Regions from separate parts of the Anser cygnoides genome. Here region 2 is linked to region 1. A link is a contact called in public Hi-C data. All regions are on one chromosome and are shown on one strand. The core of a region is the stretch at or near the end of the contact, and the rest is flanking DNA. Distances in the headings are between cores, read along the strand shown. Region 1 has its middle 7.5 kb from the start of PPP1R3G. Region 2 has its middle 7.2 kb from the start of ECI2.

What was found. A called contact is a pair of places that touch in the nucleus more often than the background predicts.
Region 2: a contact with region 1 is called in a Hi-C map of liver, with 2.8 times the contacts expected there. The contact joins two enhancer-like sites. A contact is called at or near these places in 2 of 7 Hi-C or Micro-C datasets (both in liver).

The regions. Positions count from the first base shown.
Region 1 is chr2:73,461,101-73,468,392 of Taihu_goose_T2T_genome, forward strand. No RefSeq gene overlaps it. Among named protein-coding and RNA genes, the nearest start is that of PPP1R3G, 7.5 kb to the left of the region's middle. Within about 2 kb of position 3,536, at least 1 of the 3 cell types and tissues checked has open chromatin away from gene starts, as enhancers often do. A contact at or near this core is called in liver, where this site is marked.
Region 2 is chr2:73,793,350-73,800,512 of Taihu_goose_T2T_genome, forward strand. No RefSeq gene overlaps it. Among named protein-coding and RNA genes, the nearest start is that of ECI2, 7.2 kb to the right of the region's middle. Within about 2 kb of position 4,487, at least 3 of the 3 cell types and tissues checked have open chromatin away from gene starts, as enhancers often do. A contact at or near this core is called in liver, where this site is marked.

The DNA.
Region 1 (7,292 bases), core at 2,286-4,785:
TAGCCCATGGGAAATTCTACTTTCTCTGTATTTTTAATAAGGTTAGGATTTCAGTTTACTATGTTTGTGAGTATGATCAAACACTGACTGAAAGACTCAGTGGGTCTATAAAATCTGACTGGAAGTTATTTAGAAGTAGATTATTAGACCTAATTTTCTTCTTTATGCAGGAAGACCAAGCAGCTGTACTCCAGAAATGTATGGATTAGGTCTGTAATGGAAGAAGTGCTGAAATGGAAACAAATATTTGGAAGTGATTATTTTAGTTTCCAAATCTTAAACCCAAAGATTTAAATCCAAGATCCTAATCTTTCTGCAGGATACTCAGCAAATAAAATCCTTCAGAGCTTTGAGCCTTTCAGACAATCTCTTTTAGAGATGTCTGCCATATCTTTCTGGATTTTGGTAAGGCCTTTGATACTGTCCCTCACAGCATCCTTTTGGACAAATTGTCCAGCTGTGAGACAAACAGGTTCACACCACACTGGGTGATGCACTGGCTTGGCAGTAGAGCTCAAAGGGTTGCGGTGAATGGGGCTGCATCTGGCTGGCAGCTGGTCACCAGCAGTGCTACCTCCCCAGGACTCTCTGTAGGTTCCCTTCCATCTGAACTATTCTATTCTTTGTATTCTGTCTTGTCTCTAAAAAGACTTGCAGCTGATATTCCTTATGGGAAGTGGAGATTGCTTAAAATATACAAAAATACAGTCTTCCTGAACTGTAGCAGGGGCTGTGTTTCCCATAATGATGTGGAATATCCTTTTTAATTACTAATAACAAGTATTTAGCAATAGGTCAAGGAAGGTCCCTTCATTTGGGTGAAATAACCTTTCTGAAGTTGGAGTTTTGTAATCGATTTCAATCGCTCCGAGATTTCTTCCTCTGCATGTGGTATAAACATTGAGCTCATTCTTTGTGATAACCAAATATATAGCAATGGCACAAAATGATTCATCAGTATTTTTTGACTTTCTGCTTTGCAGAAATTGCATGGAAAAGATTTAAAATGCTTTAACAAACAATGTGAAAAAAACATATTGAACAAAAACTTTACATTCCCTAAGATTTCAGATTTGGTCCTTCTGGTTCTAAGAGGTTGAAAGGTACTAACCTGTGTTTTGTAAGATGTTTATATAAACTTTTTTTATATTTACATGGTACACTGAAAATCTTGTGATGATGACTGAAAGTCATGTTTGTCAGACGTTTAAGCAGTAAATTGTTATGATCAAAAAAAAAAAAAAACCTCCTGTGTCCAAACTACCATCCTAATACAGACAGTTATTGCATTTCAACAAATTAACCCAAATAGACAGTCTTTGAAAAGGCAAAGCTCAGATAATCACTGGGAAAAATGGTTTCAGCTTCCAAAATGTGTTATGTGTTTATGTATATTTTTTGCATAGCAATCTAGGAAAAAATATGACGTGGATCAAATTCCACTGTACATTATCCCTGTACATTATCACTGTAATGTAATTACAGGCCTGGGCCTGTCCCTATGAGGCAAAGAAGGGGGTCAGGGGTGTTGGGGGGGTGAGCTCTGAGGGGCCGGCTGCAGCTGGGGGGCGGTGGGAAGGCCTCATGGCGGGTGTCCCCCTCATCTCTTGCTTGGCTGCGATTAAAGGGGGGGAACTGAACCCCAGTGCCTGATGTTGACCCTATACTGCATGTCTTGATACACAGAGTGCTGGTCCAGAGCTTACACAGAAATCTGGAGTTCTTCAGACACAGAGCGTGTGGTGGCCCAGCTCCTGCAGAAGCTGTCCTGGCTCCTTGCTGATCTTCTTTTTGGTATCGAAGATTTTTTTTAAACTTGGCGATTAGTGACATCAACGAACTGTTCACAAAGTTGTTTCAGGAGGAGGCGGTGGATGGGAAACCTCATGGAAGGCCCCATGCTAATCATGATGACTAATGTGTCTGCTAGAACCAGAGCCAAAGAAAATTGTGCAGATGAAGCTTTCCGCTGGAGCAAAAGTCTGACAGAAGACATACAGGCTATCTCCTTACAAGTACATAGGAAGAAATTCATTTGTTTCTGGCCTCCAGACCCCACGCAGCAGTTGCTCAAAGTTAGACATCAAGGCAACACCAGAACCTGTGAAACAGTAAAAGCAAACAGCTAGAACTGCCACACAGAAGAGAGCTCTGCTGTCTCCTCTAGATGCCCCAAGGTTAATAATGATAGCCTAAGGGGAACAAAAGGTTCATGGCATCTTCCCAAACTTAAAAGAAGTTACCCTAAAACAACAGAGCAGGACAAACATTACTAGGTTAAAAGTTGGAGTAGATGATCTTAGAGGTCTTTTCCAACCTGAATGATTCTATGATTCTGTGATTATGCCATCATATTGATTGACTTTAGTAAGAATAGAGCTCCATCTTATGCCAAGTATAAAGGGCATTCTACCCCCAAAACCGTTGCTGGGCTAATAAAATAATCATTTTTTTTCTTGCCATCTGTCTTAAGTTACTGGATTTTGCTCCTGCCCTGCCACCTAGCAGTCTGCCTCTGGAAAACTGAAAACGAACATCTCCTTAAAACTCTGTAAGGAAACTTACCCAGACAGAAGACGTTTACTTCCTGACTAAGGACACTCCAAAATTCCAAATGCTTGAAATACACTCCAAAATGAGCTTCTAGATAGTATATGAAGCATAACTGATGAAGCAATTCATCTCTAAACTGTTTTTTTGAGTCTCTAGCCACGAACCATTAAATGTCCAACACCTTAGATTTTTTTACTTTTTTTTTTCCTCTCTAAGGCATTAGATTTTTGCTCATTGGAAATGAGACATGAAAATGGAAAGTGACATGAACTTACACCCAGATGTTTTCTGTTTTGTGTTTTTGTCACAAGCAAGAAGGCCTGTAGCTCACTCAAAATCAATAGTGGCATGAACTCATTTGGACTCTTCTTGGACAACAGAATTGGTCAGCTGGTCAGAGGGGCCTTTACTACATCAGCTGGCGAAGCCTCTGACGATCTTCACAGTTGTGTTGGACTTGGCTTTTTTAAAAGTGAATGTTAACCTGACCTCATCAGCTCGGATACTTCTGTCTTCTGGGAAAACAGAGTTGTGCAATATAGCATGTTTTATAACTCCTAGCAAATGCAGGGCAACCTTTTCAGCATGGCAGCCGCAACTGGGTAAGTAGTATGTCAGTTGTTTCTTTCACTTGTCTTAAAACACGTCAATAGGCTTTAAGTCATAACCTTGATGTATAAACGCTGTGTTAAAAATAGTTTGCTTGAATGCGTAGTTTTCCAAACTGCAGGAAAAGGAGTAAATTCAACCCTGATTCTTTTAGGTTCCCCAGAACTGCCACAATTAGAGTTTGTTCTGAATTGCTAAGGTATGTTAGAAGACAGCAAAACAGGTAGGTACCTGATAGAAGGTCCTGTAAGGGAGGTAATGTTTATTGCAGTTGTTTATACTGATTCTCATGACTTATGAAAGGATTGTTTCAGTTGATGTACATATGCAGCTGAGTATCTGTAGCTGAGTATCTGTACTGTATAGTATCTGCAGCTGGGTATCTGTAACACAGTACATACAGTACTGCTAAAAGACAGAAAACAAAAAAACAGAGTTGAATTTCAGTGAATGAAATAGCTTATGTAGTGGTCTGAACAAAGAGATTTGCATTTCTAAAGAATATAAATAGTTTTTACAGTAGGAAAAAAGCAGGAGAAATATGTGCTGTTTTACTATTAACATGCTGTTCTAGAAAGTAAGCCTGCACCTCAAAACTCATGTGCACGAACAAGAAATCTAGGACTGAGTGATATTGACTAACACTGCAAAAGCAAAGGATTGGCGTTAATAGCTATCATTAATAGTATTCAAATAAAAATCATTGACATAGCCATATATGAATGGAGGCATGCTCAATCCTGCATCACCAGAAGTGAAAAAAAAAGCTTTATATTTCATTGACTATTAATAGAATAGGTCATACATACTCTGAATTCAGTCCTAGTTTCAGCATCTTCAGGAGGAAAGGCAGAAAAGAAGCTCCATCTAGTGGTGTGGTTGATTGTAATTGCTTTTAAATTTCATTTGATTGCGAATACATTCCTATCCAGCAACAAAATGAAAAATTGAAGTAGCATATGAAGGATCATCTCTCTTGCAAACTAAGCCAGCATTTTCTAACATTTTAAAATCAGAAAACACTTTAAAATCAGAAAGTGCTTCTGTTTGAAGCTAAACAGAGTTGATGCCTTTTAATACAATGCACATATGACCCTGTCATGTACTAATCTAGAATGGAAACAGGCCGTCAAACAAAAATACAAGGGTATGTTAGCGCACTTCAAGAGGTAACCTGCTGCAGCCCAGGGGTGGGAGGAAGAGAAGGCAGCAATCATTAGCCAGAAGATGAAGGAGGAGGAGTGTGAATGTGAAAGTCAGGATCACAGATGAACCTGTCACACAAAAGATTCTGGAAGGTTAACAGTTATTTTAAAATATTGTTCCTCTTTCTCATAGTAAAGCAACAAACCTTTCATGGGTTGTTTTTATAAGAAATTAACTTTCTTCAGTGAACAAACTGTGATTTGTTTGGAAAAGATGCTGTATTTCCCATCTTCAAAGAATCTTGAACCGTTCTATATAAAATAGATTTGCAACATTTTGTTCTGAAAACCAAATCAGATGCTTTAATCATTTTTTAATGTAAGAAAATTACTACATTTTAGGAAGCCGCTTTCTTCCTCCCTGCCTCCATTAGACTTTATCACCTTGAGCTGTGAAAGTTATACCTTCTTGAATGTATTGACACACACAGTAGAAGAACCTGAATGCAATGAATGGTTTAGAAAATATAAATATTAGGCTTACCAGTGCCTGCACTGGATATTTGCAAAAAAATGCTGAACAAACGGGAGTGATGGATGTGGTCATAGTAAAATAATTTGACCAAAGTCTAGAAATTATTTTAGCAAGTATTTAATTATAAATGTTTGCGTAGCTACAACACCGGTAATTTCAGTGAAGTCACTGCTTTACAGAATTGGCAGGTATACACCCCCAAGCTAATGTAAAATGTTATAAGCATTATAAAATATAATACTAATTAGCTAAATCACACCAGATCTAACTACAGAAGTTCTATGCCTACTGTCTTGTACAAATCATGTCTGTTACTGCTTATTAAAGCAGTAGCAATTTCAGTGGCAATTTCAAGACCAGTCCCAGTATCCTAGCCAAAGGTTGTGCTAAACTACAGTAGTCATAAACAGAGATATACATAAAACTTGTCCTGCAAACTCCAGTGAGTAAAACACATTTTGTCTACTCTTTTTAGTGCCTGCATTTCAGTGCACTGTTATCTTTTTTTTCTAAAGAGTAAAGCAGAGCTTATTATTAATTACCCACAAAAATCTATGTAAAAAGTATGTTGAGAAAACAGATGTGAGCACCCATATGCTAAAAACTGCCCAAAGTGACATTGCCTCTGTAACCTTAATGTGGTGTTTTTGTGTGTATTGTTTAGGTTACAGTCTTTAATTATGTATTCCTATGCATTTTTCCCTCAGAACTCTCACATTAAGCACACAAGATAGACAGCTACTCAGTGCTGGTGTCGTTGTTTTTCTCTATGTTGCTTAACATGTAGCTGTAGGCGTTACTTATTGAACAGTAATCCAGTCCTGCTCTGGAGATGAGATTGGATTTCCTCATGGGATTCTCCATAGTGCATACTGCAGAGAACATACTTATTCCATGTGAATAAGTAAGTAAATTAAAGTAAGTAAATTAAACCTTGCCAAAAATATTCCACCTTAATAAAATTGTTTTAGGCTCCTTTTTCCCAGTGCAGGCTTGGCGTAGTTCAGGGCAGTTGTCATTTATGAGCCGTCTGTAGATAATAGACAGTTCACATTACCGTACAGTAAATATTTAAGAATAAGCTTAGCTAAATATGTTTCCTTTGCTGGTGTCTGGACAACTAATCTGCTGTAACTCTGCTGTGCCTCCGTTTTCATATCCAACTAAAACAAAAAGATGAATCCCACATGTCTCTCATTGTTTTTCACTCCCAAACTGGTGAGGCATTTAAAGACAGCTACTTCAGTGATTCAATACCTCATATCTAGTGTCTATAATGTGAGTATGATAGATTGTAAATGCAACCTCATAGTGCCAAAATTGAATTGTTTATCTTTTTACTTGGTGAAGTAGAAGGACTCAAGTTACTTTAGTATTAGTATTCAGTATATTTTCAATATTCAGAAAATATTTCAGTAAGCAGCTGCACAGTAAGGAGTTCAGAAACAATTCAACTGAAAGAAGACACTTGGTGTTCAAGTCAGAGATGTTCGTGAATAGGAAGTGTCGCTGTTCACACACTGCTCTGTTTCCCATCCAAACAATGGATACGCATGAGCACAATTGAAGTGAAAAGAAAGGGTTTTTTTACTGTTCTACGTTATCCTCTTCACAACACCAATGGGTCAGTGTCACTCATACCGTGCATAACTTAGCCAAGATTAAGGAAGTAATTCCAAGCTTATGCTACTGTAAAAGTATTCAGAATATAACTGAGAATCTTTTAAGTAAATCATAGCCTTTAGTGTCTTAATTATTAATTGATTTCCATAGCCGTCTCTCTCGCATACCACTATTTCCTAATGATATAAGCAGTCCCACCCAAATCCTTTCAAACTGATTATCTTACTTTCAGATCTAAGGATAACTCAACAAGATCAAGAGTAGCCAGGTTAATCTTAACGAACCAAAATTTGGAGCCCTTAATATCTTGTGGAGTGATTTAGTAATCAGATTGGAGTCACAGGGAGAATCAGCTTAATAACCAAAGAGGGAGACTGAATGAATGAACTGAGTAAAACTTCAAGGGCAATGGATTCATTTTCATTTTGAATATTGAATGGATTCAGTGATTAAGTCAAATTACTTCTAGGCTTTCTTTTTCAAAGGCTTTTTTCAAGAGTATTTTTCCCTCCTTCAGAGTTTTCCTTTTTTACCCATCATCAGAAAGATTCTACTTATTTTCACATAATTTTGTATGCCATTTTCTACGTATCCCTCCAAATGAAGAAAAAAATGGCATTTCTTACTCCTCCTACAAGAAGGATGCATCTGTTTCTCAATACAAGCCCCGTTCTTCTAACTCCAAGAACAGAAGATTTATCTTGGCCAAATGCAGTGTTTTTATTTAACTGTGAAACCTGTCTTCCTTTCAGATTTGAAAACTAATGACTCTATGTAAAACTCCATGTCCTTCCTGACATATGTTCAGTGGGTGTGTTTCCATTATG
Region 2 (7,163 bases), core at 3,237-5,736, 330 kb after region 1:
ACATCCAAAGATGTCTGTGATGTAGAGGCATTTCCATCCACTTCATGCAGATGTAGAACAAATATGCAGAGAGTCAGCTCTCTGCTTTAATTGCCATTCAGCACAGAACCGATGTTACCATGGAACTATCTATAATAACTCTATCTATTATGATTCATATTCCAACCTGGAGTAGAAATCTACACTTTAGCATCTCTATTCAAATATTCAAAATAACTATTTTCTTCCTCACATGTATATTGCTTAACATTTATCTGGACTGCATTCATCCGACTTTTTATTATCTATTCACTCAATATCAGGAGGTCTTTCTGCACATCTTTGCTGTTGGCCCTCATCCCTTCTACTGTGAGTAACCCTGTAACATCAAAAAAATAAAATAAAAATCTGGTTGCACATTAATCCCCTTATTGTGGTCACTTAGGGATATGCTGTGGAGCATAGACTCCAAATAAAATTACAGGATAATTCAGGTTATTAGAGACATTGGGAGGACATCTTGTCCAAACTCCTGATCCCAGTCTAATTCCTGTAATAACCTTGAACCTAGAAAACCATTCATTAATTCCTACCTATGTTGACTATAGTAAGTTTTTTGGCATTGTTTCCTCTAATATCCTGATACATCAACTGATGAAGTAGAGGCTAGATAAATAGATGGTGAAGTGGACTGAAAATCAGCTGAACTGCCAGGCTCAAATGGTTGCAATCAGCTGCAGGCATGAGTGCTACACCAGTAAGATCGATACTACTTAACCTGGGTGACAAGACTGAGAATATTCCCAGCAGGTCTGTAGATGATACGAAACGTGGAGGAATGGCTGGTACAGCAAGTGATGGAGCTGCCAATCAGACCTGGACAGGCTAGAACAACGGGAAGAGAGGAATCTTACCAAGTTTAACAAAGGGAAGCCCAAGGTCCCGCACCTAGGACCACACACCAGTACTTGCTGGGGGCTAACTGGCTGGGAGGCACTGTTGCAGAAACGCACACAGGGATCCTGTTGGACTAAAAGTTGCCCATGAGCCAGCAATGTGCTCTTGTGGCAAGGAAAATCAACAACATCCTGGGCTGCATTAGGAAAAGTGTTACCAGCAGACTGAAGGAGGTTCTTCGCCTCTGCTCAGCACAGAAGAGAAACATTAGGTGTTTTGTGTCCAGTTCTGGACTCTCCAATAGAACAGAGACATGCACACGCTGGAGAGGGTCCACCTCCTAAGATGATCATGGGGTCAGGGCATCAGACATCCAACGAGAGGCTGGGAGATTCTGGAGAAGAGAAGGCTCAGGGGGATCTTATAAAGGTGCATGGATACCTGATGGAGGGTGTTAAGAAGACTTATCACAGTGGTGCCCAGAGAGAGGACAAGTGGTATCGGACACAAATCAAAATACAGGTAATTCCATTTAAACAGAAGAAAAGTTTTTTTATTGTGAGGGTAGTCAAACAGTGGAACATGTTGCCCAGAAAGGTTGTGGAGTCTCCATCCCTGGAGATACTCAGAACCCAACTGTACATGGTCCTGAGCAACCTGCTCCTAATTCACCCTGCTTTGAGCAGGGCACTTGGACTAAACAATCTCCAGACGTCCCTTCCAAACTTAACACCTCTACGACTCTTTAGGAAAATATGATATATTCTTTTGGCACGCTTTTCTTTGTGCCCACAAATTCTATTCCTTATTATAGGTCCTATCACTCTTGCATAATCAAGAAGACTTTTAATATATACTAACATCACATTTCAAAACTAAACTTGCCGTAAAGCAAAAAGGGAGTACAAAGACAATTTACAGTGGGAGCCAGTCTCCTAGTTACACTGAATGACTGGCTGAACGCCCTGCCCTAGCTGCAGGCAGCCCACGGTGCAGTGACAAGACTACCACCATATTTTACTTGTGAAGGACTGCTTAAATTTCTTCTTTCCCTAGATTTCTGATACCTGTCTTCTAGCTTATAGCTATATGAAGATACTGATATGTGACTGCAGCCACAGGAAGACCCATTATAAGGTGATTTGTATACTTTTGAATAAACATGTCGTTTCTATTAAGATGACTATTTATTTTCTGTGAGAGAATATGACTGCAAAACAGCACTTAAATAAACCTATACCAAAGTTGCTATGCTGCCAGCGCACACCTGTTTTATTTTGTTCAGCTGAATGGTCCCACTGAGATCAGCAACAACAGAAAGCACGTTACAGTTCTGCACCTTACAAAATTGATGACTTAGGATAATGAATCAGTTGGAAATGAAGAGTTACACAGCATGATTATAATCAAAAGGTAAGACTGGTGTCTTCAAGTGAAAAAGGCTTAACTAAGATCTCCTGGCACTTTTTATTTCCAAAAGAACATAAAAACGCTTACCTTGAAGGACAACAAGGAACAGTTGCCTTCCTTCAGGTCTGCATCACTAGCCAAATCTCTTAGTGCCTCATACCTCATTGCCGTGGCCTCCAGCCAGCCCAGCCGTGGCTAGGACATCATACCGAGGTCCTTCTCTCTTGTACATGGACATGGTAAATTAAAAGTTGGGCAACTGTAGGAGGCAATTCAACCCTTTTTATATCTATGTCTCTTAAATAAAATGCAGCCAAGTTATATGCCATTTTGGGATGTGATTATATCAACAGGTACAGATCCCTTTGCCAATATGACTGTGGATACAGATACTTCTCCACCAGGAGTGCTTTAGCAGATCAGGGCCTGGAATTTTCTTGCTTTTTTTTCTACTTGGTTAAGAATTTGTGAGAGTTCATGTGCATATCCACCACTGCTTCTTCAGAACTATCATTTTACTAGCCTTTCCTAGTGCCATGACCAGCATGCCTCAGAATTGTTCCAGTTCTCACTGTAAAATACCTTGAGGCTACAAAAATGATAAAAAAGGGACAATTTAGGCACGACCCTGAATAAATCAAGTAAGTAAGTAAAAGTACCTAAATCCTAAGGAATGAAGAAAGTATGAGCATAGTCATCTAGAAATGCCAGTCCTTATTAAAAAATAAAATAATAATAACAATAATAAATCCTTAACCAGAAATTCACTACCTTTCAAGGCTATCGCTAAGCAATAAGTACCAAATTGGCTGTATTCCAGAAAGCTGCACTGTGGAAGATTAATCTAGAAGATATTCTTTCTGAAAAAAATCCAGAACAACTCACACGAATAAGTATTTTTCACAGACATTGTTTGTGGTTACTTTGTCTGCTTGGTTTAACCAAAAACATTTCTACATGAAAGCAGGAGAGATGCTATCAAGGAAGAGGAACGGTAGGTGGTATCTACACAAAAGCAGAGACACGCTAAGGCTTGTGGAGATGCAATGTAGGTATCAGGGAATAATCATCAGAGCCCTGTATGAAACGTATTTACTGAAGTGACATTACTGTATGGTTTATTTAAATTTTTGCTTTCCCTCTGTAGATTATCTGTCTAAATGTATTATCTTATGGCACGAAACGTGAGAAATTGCAGAACACACAGTAAAAGATCTACATGAGCTACTGTCTACCCGATTTGTAGGGAGAAAAGAGGATAGTGGAACAGACTAAAGGCCAAAGCAAGACAAACACATTTTGCTGGATTGCAAACTTACAGCTTGAAAGAACACCAACAGTTAAACTTTAATAGGAGAAAATGAAGTTAGTTATGACCTATTATAAGCTAATACAGAGAGAGATCGAAAGGGATCTGCCCTCCCTCAAATTCAGAGAACGACATTACTATCTTAAAGAGATCCAAATGGGAAGTTTTGGGGTGAATTTTGACTTTACTGGAACAAAATTACCCTAGATGAAGAAAATTGGACCAGATATCCTCCCTTAGCAAAAGAATGTATTAAGTACATGCTGAAGTATTTGGGGAACATGTTGAGAAAAAAACACGTTGAATTCCTTAGCAATATAAATCCTCCAAAAAACCTCTGCCCTTGGTAAGTAAACCAGTCCTGCACAACAGGCAGCCTGGAAAGCAAATTACCTTACACGCTGAGCTGCCAAAAAAGCAACAAGTACACCCTGCAGTCAAGATGGTCGCTGGGCCAGACAAACCAAGCCTGATGAAGTGGTGAAGTTGTAGGAGATGCACTTCAACTCTGGTAAATCCAGGTCTTAAAAGGTTTAACTCCTCTAAGTTTATGCTGCCCTGAATTCAGCAACTTGCTTGGAGTCATTAGATATCTGGTAACTTTTCCACAGATGCTCATGTTAACAAAGCCAGGCAGAGATTACCCCAGGTAGGCTTTGATCACACATACGCAAAGCGAGATATAGCCTAGTGAAGCAGCTTTGTCTGGCTAGACGTAGGGGTGTAGTCTAAAGATAAACGTTTCAGCAATAGTGCTGTCTTAAACAGTCGCTATGCTCTGAGCTGTGCCAGCTCCACTGTTTTTGTGAACAGTGTAAGTCAAACCAGCAAACTGGTCCAGCTGATGGGTCTTCTAGACTGGGTTACTTTTTAACTGGATCAGTTGTCTCACCTGCTTCCCAGAATGCCCACACAAATGCGGATGTCAGCACAACACAAAGGGTTATGCAAGGGTCAACACAAGCAGAAGCAGAGATTGCTGACACTTGAGATACATCAAGGCCAAGAAAATCCCACACATGAGAAAAATGTTTAGTAGGATAGTTGTTTGATGGAGGGTGAAGCTCGTGATGTGGTCTTTTGCTTAGTGGAACCATTAACAGTTTCACTTTCCTCTGTACGACCAAAAAAAAATAAAATAAAATTGTAAGGACCTACTATCTTCCTCTGTCAGCTCTGGTTTTAACAGACTAATAGATGCACATTACTATAGCTTTATAACTCACTTCTTAGAGGAGCAAGTTAACAGCCCCATTTATACCTACTTACACAGATGCTTTCTGTGATATGAGAGTAAAACATTTTAGCAATATAATTAGACCAATACAGAAAGTGAAACAAATCCCTCAGAGGCTATACTTTAATGCTTTAATGTCGTAAGCTGAGGCAATAAAGCACTGCTGCTGAAAGAAGCAATTCTACTGCTTGTCAGATTCCCTTACATCTCTATCCTTTGCACTGATAGGACTGTGCATTGAGTTGTGTGATGCAAAGGATCAGAGATTTGATCTGGGTCACAGTTAACCTTTATTTATTTACATACTTGCTTTTGCCTGGCTAATTGTAACTTAGATCTGAACCCTGAGCTGGTTCAATGCTTGACTGTGAAAACATCTGTGTCAGCAGAAAAGAAGGCATGGGAGTGAACAGGGAAGGCCTTAGGAAAATAGACTGCTCCTTTCAGTAGCAGCATTTGCACACACTGGTTTAAAGTTTAAACTGTGAAATGATGCCCCGAAATACTTTTTTTTTTTTTTTTCCAAAAAGTGAAAGAACAACAAAGAGTAGGACTGATAGTTGCTTGGCAAAAATGCTTGAAAAGTCCACAGCCAGCACCTGCATCATTAAATGGTTCAGGAATCTATAAAGAACTCCAATTTAGGAAGATTTCAGTTCCTTTAATTAACAACAGTTCTGTTGTTAGTTGATTCATATGTAAAGTAAGACTCCTGTAACCACATCTCCTGATTGAACTTGTGCCAGCAATGTTTCTTTCCCAGGTGCTCTTGCTGTGAAAAAAACAATGCAACGTAATGTACCACTCTAGATGCTTTCAGAGAGTACTTTACTTTCTCATTTCCTGCATTTGGCAGATTATATTTAAGCAGGTATCTTACCTGTCCTGGAAAGGAGCATATGATATGTAACCTTACACAAATGAGAGTAGCACTTCAAAAAGCATGCTGAGTGTGTACAACTTCCATAGATTGTTAATAGGAGTTGCAAATCCAAAACATATTTTGAAACTTACAGGTCTTTTAAAAGCTAAACATATAGATTTACTGGTTACCAACTAAATGTCTACAAAAACTCTCTGAGGTTATTTTGTATGTTATTTCCTCAAAAAAAAAAATATTTGTTATTGAACTTTTGTTTCTATTCTGATTAAACACTAAGAATAATATTCCTGTGCAGTTTAATTGTTCAGTCAATACATTGAACATCTTGCTGAGGAAAATGTAGTAATTTCTGAACACCAACACCCCAGTTACACTGAGAAGACTCGAAACGAGACTACCAAATTATTTATTTAAACATGCCGGAGTAACTTTTAAGAGCAGCTAAGTGCTGCTAACAAGAAGCACGTAAGTAATCATGACTACAGAGTATAGCCTTCCCCTGCCTTTGAGCACTGGAAGCAAATGGTGAATGACCAAAGCAAATAGGAATCTGCCCATGATCTACCTAAGGAAAATTGTACAAGACCCTGCTCAACACAGACATGTCATGCAGCCATACTCTAAAGGATCGGAAAGGCTGAACAGTAAAATTCTGAGAGAAAATATTAAGAGACAACATAGTACACAGGGAGTAGGACTAAGCAATAAGAATACGTCAGCTAACTTTACAGCACGCTTGAGGCAAGGCCTTCAATAGTGGCACAGTGCCTAAATAATTAGAGTATTTTCCAGACATAAGCTTAGCCCTTCAGATCCTCATTTGTGAAAATATTTTAGGGAGGTAAGCCTAAACTTGTAGCCCAGCACATGTGATCTTCATAAGAATGATATATGTTGTCCAACTGTACTAAATTCTGAGACATTTGGAAAGGTTCATAATTCAAGGTAGAACACATGATGTTTTTATTAGATGAGGATAATCTGCAGCTAGATGGGGTAAATTAATCTGCATTAATGGTAAAAGAATTGCATTGATTTGGAGTAGTAAGAATGTTTCTGGATGGAACATCGTTGCAGTGTGAGACGACAGAGCATGCACCAGTCAGTGGTGGTGATTACTGAAAACTGTGGACTTAGAATTTGGTATGTTAGATTCTGACTAAGGACAATGCTGCAAAAGAGTGATTCCTCCAGAATTACTGATTGCCTGAGAATAAACAAACAATCCAGCCAAGAAAAGTGGAGAAAAGCACTGTATGATTAGTTAGCTGCTGATTCAGAGCTCACACTTAAAGTTCTCTCTCAGTAAAAATCTCTGCTTAAATAAATGGGTTGAAGTTTAATTTCTTCTTGGGTGTTGGGAACTGCACATGCCTTTCATGCTGAGGTAAGAAGATGGTTCACATAAACAGGGGGGTTCCAAAACCAGGCTTACAAAGACACCAGTG